4 separate regions of the Mus musculus genome follow, and regions 1, 2 and 3 are each linked to region 4. Evidence: chromatin contacts called from public Hi-C, HiChIP or PLAC-seq and promoter capture Hi-C data. All regions are on one chromosome and are shown on one strand. The core of a region is the stretch at or near the end of the contact, and the rest is flanking DNA. Distances in the headings are between cores, read along the strand shown.

What was found. Promoter capture Hi-C pulls out the DNA fragments that hold promoters and counts their contacts. A called contact is a pair of places that touch in the nucleus more often than the background predicts. HiChIP or PLAC-seq counts read pairs in DNA pulled down with a chosen protein or histone mark.
Region 1: a contact with region 4 is called in a Hi-C map of CD8 T cells, with 3 times the contacts expected there. The contact joins the promoter of Slain1 here to the promoter of Rbm26 in region 4. A contact is called at or near these places in 2 of 39 promoter capture datasets (cranial neural crest and pre-B cells), 4 of 484 Hi-C or Micro-C datasets (CD8 T cells, LSK cells, effector CD8 T cells and 1 more), 6 of 115 datasets of contacts at active chromatin or transcription factors (astrocytes, embryonic stem cells, forebrain and 3 more) and 2 of 9 other capture datasets (liver and pancreatic islet).
Region 2: a contact with region 4 is called in an H3K27ac HiChIP or PLAC-seq map of microglia, with 6 times the contacts expected there. The contact joins the promoter of 4930518C04Rik here to the promoter of Rbm26 in region 4. A contact is called at or near these places in 1 of 39 promoter capture datasets (hippocampal neurons) and 3 of 115 datasets of contacts at active chromatin or transcription factors (astrocytes, microglia and stem cell-derived neural progenitor cells).
Region 3: a contact with region 4 is called in a promoter capture Hi-C map of hippocampal neurons, with 5 times the contacts expected there. The contact joins the promoter of Slain1os here to the promoter of Rbm26 in region 4. A contact is called at or near these places in 2 of 39 promoter capture datasets (hippocampal neurons and pre-B cells) and 3 of 115 datasets of contacts at active chromatin or transcription factors (large pre-B cells, microglia and stem cell-derived neural progenitor cells).

The regions. Positions count from the first base shown.
Region 1 is chr14:103,648,784-103,651,483 of GRCm38.p6, reverse strand. It overlaps Slain1 (SLAIN motif family, member 1), which reads right to left and starts at 1,256. Exons shown (of 7, transcript NM_198014.3): 1 at 576-1,256. The coding sequence starts at 1,129.
Region 2 is chr14:103,897,432-103,900,131 of GRCm38.p6, reverse strand. It overlaps 4930518C04Rik (a long non-coding RNA gene), which reads right to left and starts at 1,365. Exons shown (of 2, transcript XR_383716.3): 1 at 774-1,365; 2 at 1-651.
Region 3 is chr14:103,698,131-103,700,830 of GRCm38.p6, reverse strand. Slain1os (SLAIN motif family, member 1, opposite strand) reads left to right here and starts at 1,399. Exons shown (of 3, transcript NR_045148.1): 1 at 1,399-1,540. All of the region lies in intron 5 of Slain1 (SLAIN motif family, member 1), which reads right to left.
Region 4 is chr14:105,175,893-105,178,592 of GRCm38.p6, reverse strand. Rbm26 (RNA binding motif protein 26) reads left to right here and starts at 1,279. Exons shown (of 22, transcript NM_001368684.1): 1 at 1,279-1,811. The coding sequence starts at 1,741.

The DNA of each region.
Region 1 (2,700 bases), core at 7-2,506, 1.5 Mb after region 4:
ACCAGGATGGCACACCTTTAATAATCAAATCGGTATCTGAAAGGTTATCTATGAAAATACAGAGAGATGGCATATATAACTACACAACTCAACTGCAATAGCAGATGTCTGAGAAGAGGCTCATCACTAGGCGGCTTCCGATGTGACCAAAGGGGGGCTGCACACCAATCCTGTGCAGCGTTCGTTTGTAAGGAAAGAACGGTAAGCAGTGGAGGAGAGCAGAAGACAAGCACCTTCACCACACACACACACACACACACACACACACACACACACACAGAGAGAGAGAGAGAGAGAAGAGAGCAGGGCTGAGCGACAAGATGACATGAGTTGTGCATTTAAGGCTAACGAGGCGCTTGGGACCCCGTAATCAGCAAAGAGCAAAGCACGGGGCAGATGGCAGTCCCCAGTCGGACCAATAGGCACAATGCTAAAACAGGTTTCTGCCTCCATGCAAAGCTTCTGCTCAGGGCTTGGCACCTGCTAGGCCTCTGGGTCCCCTGCCTCCCACGCCCCGCCCCCGCGTGCTGGGCCTCCCAACTCCGGGGGGAGGGGGCGGCGGAGCTCGGCTATACCAGGTGTAGTCGTCCTCCTCGCTCCAGGCGGCCAAGCTCTCCAGGTCCAGCGGCTCCACCTCGTCCAGCAGCGTTGGAGGCGGCAACGGCGGCGTGGCGGCTTCCCCCGGCGGGGTCCCTGCGGTCCCCGGTTCCGGGCTGCCACCTCCGCCGAAGAAGCCCGCCGCCGGCTTGGAGTAGACGAAGGGCGCGTCAGCCGGCTGCAGGCTGCAGAGCAGGGAGGGCGCGGGGCTGGGCAAGCAGTAGGTGCCCGGGAACGCGGGGCCCAGCGCCCCCGGGCCCGGGGAGGTCGTGCTGGCCGGGGCCCTGTGCGTGGCGAGCGGGCTGCAGGCCCCGGCTGGCGGCGGGGCGGAGGGCGGCGGCGGCTGCAGCAGCAGCAGGTGCGGGGCGGCGGCCGCACTGGCCGCCCGGCTGCGCAGCTGCTCGTTCTGCTTCTCCAGCTTGCGCACCAGCTCCTGCAGCTTCTTCACCTCCAGCTCGGCGTTCACCACCGGCCCCGGGCCGGCGCCGGAGGCCGCCACCGGCGAGGCGCATTTCACCTGCTCCGCCATCATCGCGGGAGCCCCGAGCGCCGCGGCGAGGAGGCTACGCGGGCCCAGCTCGCGCAGCCTACCAGCATCAGCACCAGGGCCCAGCCTCCGGCCGAGGAAGAAGCAGCCGCGCAGCTCTGCACCGTGCTCTGCTCTAGCGGCTCCGGGTTTTAGCCGAGGCCCCGGGACGGGGCGGGGCGCGAGGGGCGGAGCTTCTGGTGATGGATGTGTCGTGGGGGCGGGACCTGCGGCGGGGACCCTCCCTGGGCATCCGTCTGCACCCACACCACCTAACCTCAGGTGCCTGATTGGACCTGGCCTGAACTTCCCGCCGCTCGCACTTCTTCCGCTTTGGGCGAGAGAACCCCACTTCTAGGACTACAGCCAGGGGCGGGATCTAAAGAAGTAGCAGGTGTCTGTGGCAGGGGAAAAACGTACCCAGGGCCAATGGCTAGCCCTCTTACAAGAGCACTTTTAGACTTCAGGGTATTGCCACCTGCTAATGAAACCTCGTGAAAAAAGGTCTGGGGAACATGATGCTCACCCCCCCCCCAAAAAAGCAACAACAGATGCTTTGGGTCTGTTTGAAAAGATGCGGCTAAGGGTAGTATTAAGTAGCACAGAAACAAAATGGTGGGATAGGAGAGAATAAGGAGGGAAAGTGAGAAATCCCAGTCTCTATGAGGGAGGATGGCCAGCTGCTGAAGAGTCAGGCGTTCACTTCAGTCTATCTAAAATAGCCATATATGAACTATCCCCACCAGTCTTTCACCATGAAAGGAGAGTTGGGTTTTCATGCTCTTTTATATTAGACAAAAGATCTTTGAGCATCTCCTGCATGCTCCACTGTGTTCTAAACGCTGGCTTTTTGAGCAAGTGAACAACAGGCATCAGTGATTGCAAATACAAGCAAAATTGTGCACCATCTGTTAAATCATTTACACTATTAAAGTCACACGTGCCTGAGCGAAAAGAGGAAAGGTATAACATTCCCTGCTTTTTTGTTGTTTGTTGGTTTGCTTGTTTGGTTTTTTTTTTTTTTTTGGGGGGGGGGATTCTTGGAAACCATGCTTTTTATTTTTTCAACAAAAATGCTTTTACGCAGATGAACCGATCGTTTTGTTCAGTTAATGTTGACTTAGCATTTTGTGGGTTTAACACAAAGGAAAGCCTGCCGTTATAGTGCGAGAACAATCCACACCGCTGATTTTCATCCTCAGACGGTGTACTAGCTTGTGAAGGGCCTCGCTCAGGCACTGTACACATGACGTCAATGAAAACATACCGCACATCTCTGTGGCAGCGCTAGGATGTTGCCTCTAATCTTTTAAAATTTGATCCTGTGCCTTGCTGCTCAGAAACACTTGTGTCTTCTCACTTGGCAAGCTACAGCTCTAAACTTGGGTGTATGTGCAAAGGTGGGTGTCCTGAATTTAACTCGGCTGGAGAGAGCTTCTGGAAGTTAGTGTATGCTAACTTCCCTGAAGTTACCTTCCACACAGAGCCCCGCTGGCCATCTGACCCCAACCACCTGTATCTCCCACCACCTTTCCAAGTTTCCTTTTTTTGGGCCTGTTGGTTATTACTAAAACCTG
Region 2 (2,700 bases), core at 116-2,615, 1.3 Mb after region 4:
ATTGATGATGAAAAATAACAAAAAAAATGAAAAGTTCTTTTTGAAGCTGCTTCAATACGCACATGCACCTTTTCTTTCTGTTCACATTGTTGTTGTTATTGTTGTTGTTGTTGTTTTTATAGTATTCAACAATTAAATCTGATGTGTTTTACAAACTCATTAGAAGACTGAATTTTTTTCATCAGCGTCAGTTCTTAAAAAATTCTGGAAATTCATGTTTATACAAAGCTTGGAAAAGCAGAGGATAAATACTAGGGAAACATTCCAGTCGACTTTGCGCAGGTCAGAACCCCAACATTTTTTTTTCTAACATCGTGCCCCTTGTTTATTTACAGCCGCAGATACGCGCTAGCTTCTGGTGCTGGTGGAATGAATGCGCTGACCTCACACACACATTTCTGCCAGTGACGGTTTGAAGATGATAAAGTAGTCCAGAGCAAATATCTCCACTCTCTGATAGCGGGAGGCACTTTGTGTACAAAAAGCAATGGTCTGGAACAGAGTCAAGCTCTAGAAAGCAGGACAGTCGTTTCTCATCATAAACACATTATTCCTGTCGAGTCGAAGGAGAATGGTGGAGGTAGGGAAGGCTTTGAAAACAGCATACACGTTCCTCATGACTTCCCTTGTGAACAGGGGCCTCAGATCAGCCTGCAGTGGACATCAGAGGGATTCACGTTACCCCACTGTGATGAATAATGAAACACAATGCATAATTGTCCGCAAGTTCTTAGAACCTCCTCAGACCCCAGCTACCGTGCAGAATGCATTACCTCAGGCTCCACGGGGTCACGAGGGAGGTAACCAAGAGTCGGGACGAGTAAATAGACAGTATTGTACCAAACTCCTGTCGCTATGACAACCCTCTAGAAATGCCGGACTCCCATTTTCTCAGCTGCTTTTACTGCTCTGAGGAGAAAGAACAAATGGCCTTTGCAAGCGGCAACCCTGGTTAGTCTCCGACTTTACAGCTTCACCATAGACATGCCCACACAAGTCACTTTCCTTCTCTTCGTCTCCAGCAAATATCGTCAAAATATTCTTCTCATGTGAAAGGTGCTTAATCTTTTACAAAATGAAGTAGTGATGCAGGAAATCTCATTAAATTGCATTTACGTTATAACTGATAGAGATTTTAGCAGCGCGGGCTGAATCAAACTTTCACACTTGAGGGGCCAGCGAGAGTCCTTTCTCTTCTCAGTGTGAAGGATTTAAGTAGCTGAAGGCATCTCTGTGGTGTGAGAGTCTGGTGGGAAGCAGCAGCCTGTTACCCTGACACTGCATCCAGGCGCAGGAGGGGTGTGAGGCTTAGGGGAAATGAGTGTGGTTTCATCTATTGGGCAACTTCTTGTTAATGAAAAGTATGCAGTGCGGCCCGTGCATTAGCTCAGAGCACAGAAGATTCGAGGGTCACCTGACTTTCCAGTGACGCCCCACATAACACTCTCAGCCCTCCTTAATGCAAAACATGCATGTATATTTCCTTTCTTAAAATTAGTAAAACAGTTTTTTACTTATTGCTAACTCTGCCATTCAACATAAATTATATGAGGCCGGAAAACGTTTATCTCCTGTAACTTTCTTTTTCCCGGGAGCTCAGAATGGCATAAAAGTTCAAGGCATATCTACTGAATAAAAACAAGAGTTAATAAATGAATCTTTCAACACTTTGTTCTCAGCCATAGATAGGAGGAAATACTATATATGATATAACATTATTCTTAATACCAAGTATGACATAAATTTGAAATATTTTATGAAGTAAATCTGCAGTTAACATGAGCTGTTATAATTACTCAATACCAAAATGTTCAAAATCCAGAGAAAATATAAAACTCAAGAAGAAAAATAATTCTTTCATAAAACAAGTTATATTTCCTAACTAATGAACTGTGGGGTGTGTGTGTGTGTGTGTGTGTGTGTGTGTGTGTGTGTGTGTGTGTGTTATGTGGTGTGTGTATGTGATGTGTGTCTGTGTGGTGTGTGTGATGTGTGTGTGTGTGTGTGCGCATGCGCACACACATGCACTCTCACAAGCATGCCTGCCCGTGCACTGTCTATAGACCACAGGACTACTTGCCAGAGTCAGTTCTAACCTTTCAATGGGGCCTGAGAACTGAAGTCAGATCAGGATCTGACCCAGTGGCAAGTATCTTAACTCACTGAGTTATACAACCAGACCAAGAGGATAGATATTCTTAATGTTGCTTAATATACCAGGCTTGTCATACATAGGCTTCTGCTTTATGAGCTAATAATAACATTTAAAAACCAAAAGAGCGTCTGAGAGTGTAGCTCAGTGGTAGAGCCCTTGCCTAGAATCTATGAGGTCCAATGTTTCAATCACCAAAACACACACACACACACACACACACACACACGCACACGCACACGCACACGCACACGCACACTGAAGAGGTGGGGATAAGAAGGAAGGAGAGAGAAGGAGATTGTCATTTTACATAAAAGGCAATTTCTTGTTTAGATACAACTCTTCATGAACTTAGGGATGAACTTGAGTCATGTTCATGACTGTCTTTTTTGTTTCATATTTAACTAAAATGCATTGGATGAGAATCCTAAGGAGAAACGAATGTCAGGTGAGGTAGAAAAGGGCCATCAGGGTGGTGTCCTGAGAAAAGTGGGGCCTGCAGGCAGAGGCAGCTCACCCAGATGACCTGGCTCAGGCTGCAAACTCAG
Region 3 (2,700 bases), core at 150-2,649, 1.5 Mb after region 4:
TAGGAGAAGTGAATTCAGCAAGGTCCCTGGATAGAAAACCAAAACAGGAAGAACAATTACATCCTAATTAGCATCTGTGACTGTGACTCTTCACTGTCAACTCGACCAGACTAGAATCACCATGGAAACACAGGCCCTGGGCAAAGAAGGCTTTCCAGGAGTTCTTCAATTGAGGAGGAAAGAACTCTCCTGAATGTGGGTAGCACCATGCTATCGGCTGGGTTCTAGACTGCACAGAAAGAAAACATCCAGCTGAGCACCTGTATTGCCTCCCTGTGCACATGTCATGTGACCAGCCACCTGCTCCATGCCTTCCTGCCATGATGGATTGTGAGCCAAGATAAACTCCTCCTTCCTTAATTGCTTCTCAGGTGTTTTATTATAGAAAGGAGAAAACTGATATACCATAAAACTAGTAGAAGCTAAATTTGAAAAAAAAACCCACTATTTATAAAAAAGTAAATACTTTGAAATAAGCTTAATTTTAGAGCTATAGAATCTCTCAAAACAAAAGTCTATAAAACATTGCCAAGACACATTGAATAAGATTTAAATCAACAAAACCTTACTACATATTAATATGGAATGCTTAGACTGCTGCTGATTCACCCAAAAGTGTCTGGTGGACTCAATGAAAGTCCAATTTCATTTGAAATGACAGTACAGAGTAGCTTTCAAGAAGAGTCCTACTGGCTGGGCGGTGGTGGCACACGCCTTTAATCCCAGCACTTGGGAGGCAGAGGCAGGCGAATTTCTGAGTTCCGGGCCAGCCTGGTCTACAAAGTGAGTTCCAGGACAGCCAGGGAAACCCTGTCTCAAAAAAACAAAAAAAGAAAAAAAAGAAAAAAAGAAGGGTCCTACTGATGAACTATGTCCCTTACAGTCAAAATATGTAAGGGACCCACATTAAAAAGAAATAATAGCTACCAGAAGAAAATAGCAAAGATAGACATCATTTGAGTTTTATAAGTAAGAAATGAAAAAGTCAGGAAGGTTATGATGCCTGGATTTCATAAAACCCGAGGTCCAGTCTGACGACACAGTCCTTTGTTGATGAAGTTTTCTCCCCAGCCTCTGCAGAATCCTAAGCCCTAAACCTGAAATGGGAACATCTGAGTTACTGTGAGGAGACACCATGACCATGGCACTCTCAAAGGAGAAAGCAATTAACTGGGGGCTTGCTTACAGTTTGAGAGGCTTGACATGACAGGAGCAGGGCGGCATACAGGCAGGTGCTGGGGCTGGAGCTGGGGACCATAGCCACAAGAACAAAGGGAGTGAGACTGGTCTGGTGTGGGCTTTGAGTTTCCTCTAACAAGGCCCACCCCCAGTGATGCACTTCCTCCAACAAGGCCCACCCCCAATGACGCACTTCCTCCGACAAGGCTGTTTCTCCTCCTCCTTTCTAATGCTATCGACCAATCCTGATGCTCCCTGTTGACCAAGCATCCAAATGTAGAGCTATGGGGGCCATTCCCATCCAAACCGCAGAGTGACCGACCTAATGCACAGTAATGCCTCTTGTTTGTTCTGCTTTCCTGTACGTGACTTTTCTATCTTAATTCTTTATGTATTTTAAATAGAATCCCGCCTATAGAGAATCCCCCCCATCCATCCCTTGTTTTTTGCTTTGTTAAGCATGGACCCAGAGATATTTATATGGCACTATCAATTATAATCTATTATTATTTACTCTGCAGTTCAGATGGTCTCAGCTCTGGCCACAGGCCATTTCCTTCCAACATGCTCGCATTAGTTTTTTAGTATTTCAAAGCTAGAAATCCAAAATCATGAACACTCCTTCCTATTTTGTGTTGTGTTAATTATTATGGCACTCAAAGACTATTGTCCACACACAAAGTTACAATCAACACATTCCTTATCGTCCTATATTTGCTAAAGACGAAACATTTTTCTATTGCTTCATACTTACACTGTTAGTCTTCATTTACTCAGACCTAGAATGTATATTTTTCCTCAGGTAAAATTCTTCATAATTAGCCTGCTGTCTAAAAATAACTGACATCAGTCAGTGAACAGGCCTCTCTGTTTTGCATCATTAGTAAATTCGTGAATCAGCTTTGCCTTCATTAGACACCCTACTAATTTAACTATTTAATGGATATAGATTCATTCATGAACTCATGTTTATTTCACTCATTCATTCACAACGAACCAAGGTCCAAGTCCAGAGCTCACAGCCTGGTAAAAATCAGTAAACCATGACACAGGCTGAGTGCTCTATCTAAAATGCTGGGAAACAAGCCTTAGACTAACATTTGGGATGTTTTCAAACTTGAGAAATTATCAATCTATTGTCTATCATCTACATCTATCTATCCAACTATCCATCTATCTTCTATATTCTATCTATATATCTTCTACTATACACACACACATATATATTTCTACCATCTGTCAATCAATCAATCAATCATGTGGGTGTGTTGACTGAATGTATGTCTGTGTATGCCTAGTGTCCAGAGTCCAAAGGACGGCATCATATCCCCTAGAACTAGAGTTACAAAAGGTTGTGAGCTATGATGTGGCCTAGGAACCAAATTGGAGTCCTCTGAAAGAGCAGCCAGTTCATCACTTAGCCATCTCTCCAGCCCCGCATGTTGTAGAACATTTGCATATACATAGACATATCTTTCATGTTAGTGGTTTGACCATAAAATGTCACCAAGAAGGATCCTG
Region 4 (2,700 bases), core at 30-2,529:
TCTATATGTAACCTAAAGTTTACCATTTTAATAATTGTATGTGTACAACTTCATGGCATTAGATGTATAGTCAAACTGTTCAGTCACCAACTGTTTCAGAACTCTTATCATTCCAAACTGAAACTCTGCATCACTGAGACGTAATTCTCAAGATCCCCCTTTGCCTCCTGGCAACCACCATTCTGCATTCGGTCACTCCTGGGACTCTAGCAACCTCTAGAAATGGAATTCTAAATATTTTGTCTTTTCATATCTGCGGTATTTCAGTTAGCTAAATCATCTTAATTAATATCTTAATTCTTCATTAGCTTAAATCTAATTAACGTCTCACTCATGGCATCATATTTTAGAGCAAACGTCTAGCTTTGTATTTTATAACCTTTTTAGTTAATGCTTAAAGGACACTCCACTCCAGCATATTGCAAATTCTGTCGCATCAAGACTTTCTTTATGGTTCACCGACCGTGTCTTTAGACTCGTGGACTACTTTTTCATTCCATTTGTCCATTCCACTATTTTTTCATTCCATTGTGGCCCATTGCCTACTAGTCTTTGGTAGTCTCCTAATAATATAATAGAACCAAACTTGCGGGACCACCTATGATGTATATAGGATGCTGGTTTGAATGCTCTTCTTTAGTACATTGTAATTTCTTGGAGAAAAGTTGAAACTTTTCTAAATGAACAGAATTTAAAATGTAACAAAACTGTTTTTTTTTTTTTTTTTTTTTTTTTTTTTCTCTTGTAGGTTGGAAATCAACAAGGTATCTTTGGTTTGGGGCATCCATAGGTCATTAGACCTTGGCCAAAAAGTCCTGTACTTTGGGATAAGAACACTAATCCTCTGGAGGTCTCGGTGGGTTAGATTAGACCAGTGTGTGTTTACCCATCGTGTGCACGGGGCAGCACACACAGAAGATGGTACTGGAGGATGCTGTGACACCGAGGGCAGGTCGCACAGTGCAGGACCCCTGCAAACACTGCTGGCCGTCTTCTTATGGAGAGCTCCCATCTTCTAGGTTCACTCGTGCTGACAAGCACAATCCTCTCAGAGGACAAGGCCTGGGAGCCCGCGGCCACTCCATCCTGGTGAAGTAAGACGGCGCTTGTGCTTATTCACCACGAAGGCCGATGGATAAAAGGGGACCGAGGCCTCAACCCTTGCGATTGGTCAATCCTCGATCCACTACTGGATTTGCCCAGCTCTCACCCGGCCGAACTTGCGTCTCTTCCCAGCATGCTCCGGGCCGCACCGCGAGACTCGCACTCATTCTCGCGAGATTTACCGGCAGCCATCTTCTTGGGGGTGCTGGAAGCCGGGAAGACCCCCGAACCGTTCCCATTGAGCCGCCCTTCGTTGTCGCTTTTCTTCACGTCTGCTCTGCCGCGTGGCCACCAACCAAGCACCTAATCCCAAAGCTGAGAGGAGAGCCCGGGTCGGAGCGCGTTCGGCTCCCCTTCGGGAAGATTCACTGGGGGAGCGGGGCAGGGGGGAGGGCCCGGCCGGCAAACGGTTGCTGCCTCAGCCCGGGCCAGGGTCCGCCGAGGGGAGAAGCTCCGGGGACCCGGTGGGCGCGTGGCCTGCGGCGGCCCCCGCCGAGGTGCTCGCCGACCCGCGGCTCGCGGGGACCTGCCACCGGCACCTCCCACCGCTGCCCACGCGGACGGCGCGCGGAGGAGGGGGCGGCGGCGGCGACCTGGGCGAGCGCAGGAGCGAGGCCGGCCTCGGGGCCGCGGTGGATGGTTTCTAAGATGATCATCGAAAACTTCGAGGCGCTCAAGTCCTGGCTCAGCAAGACCCTCGAGCCCATGTGAGTAACCCCCGGGGGAGCAGTGCTCGCTCGCAGGGATGGCGGTGGTGGACAGGCGGGCGCCCCGATCGGGGCAGTTTACTCAGTGGTGGAGGCCGAAGCGAAGAACCGGGAGGTGGGGAGTCCCCCCAAGGCTCTGCTTTCTCTGTTCGCCCACCTTCCCGTCCAGGCTCAACATAGCCAAAGCTGGAGCTGGGCTTGATTGTAATGGTCGAGCTGATCTTTGAACCGGTGTGCCCTGCTTTGCTTTCCCCTTTCCCGTTATAGGCAGACCGATGGCAAACTTCCCCGTACACCTGTGTGTGTCTTCCGAGGCCCTCCACATCGGCTTCTCGGCTCCTCCCGAGTGCTAGCTTCTCCTCCCGGTGGTAGATAGTTCCACAGTGCTTCTTAAGACGAAGTGCATGGCTTTTTCTTAGGGATCAGGGAAGTTCGAGTTTAAAAACCTAAGGTTTCGCTTACAGTCCCTTAAAGAAAGGCCACGTCTTCCATGTGGTGTGTGGCTCATACGCACCTCTCTTAACTGATTGAAGATGTAACAGGTGCTAAGCCCAGGAAGCCCCAGACCCCTTGCCACCTACATCCTATTACTTTGAAGAAGGGGGAAAAAAACCAACAAACCCAAATCTCTATCCGTATGGAATATTTGGCATTTAAGGAGAAATTGAGTAGTTTGTGCGACTGTTGAAATATTGAAAGATTTTAGGAATATTTTATGTATTTATTTAATGCAAAATACATCATAGGTTGTTTTCTGCATCGTTGATTTACAATAGCAACTTGAAATGCAGTGGCAGGTAATTCACTTATTTAATGCATGCGTTAAGTTTTTACCATATACTGTGGGGAGCTTTGGGACAGGACTTTAACATTCTCCTGGGTTGATAAG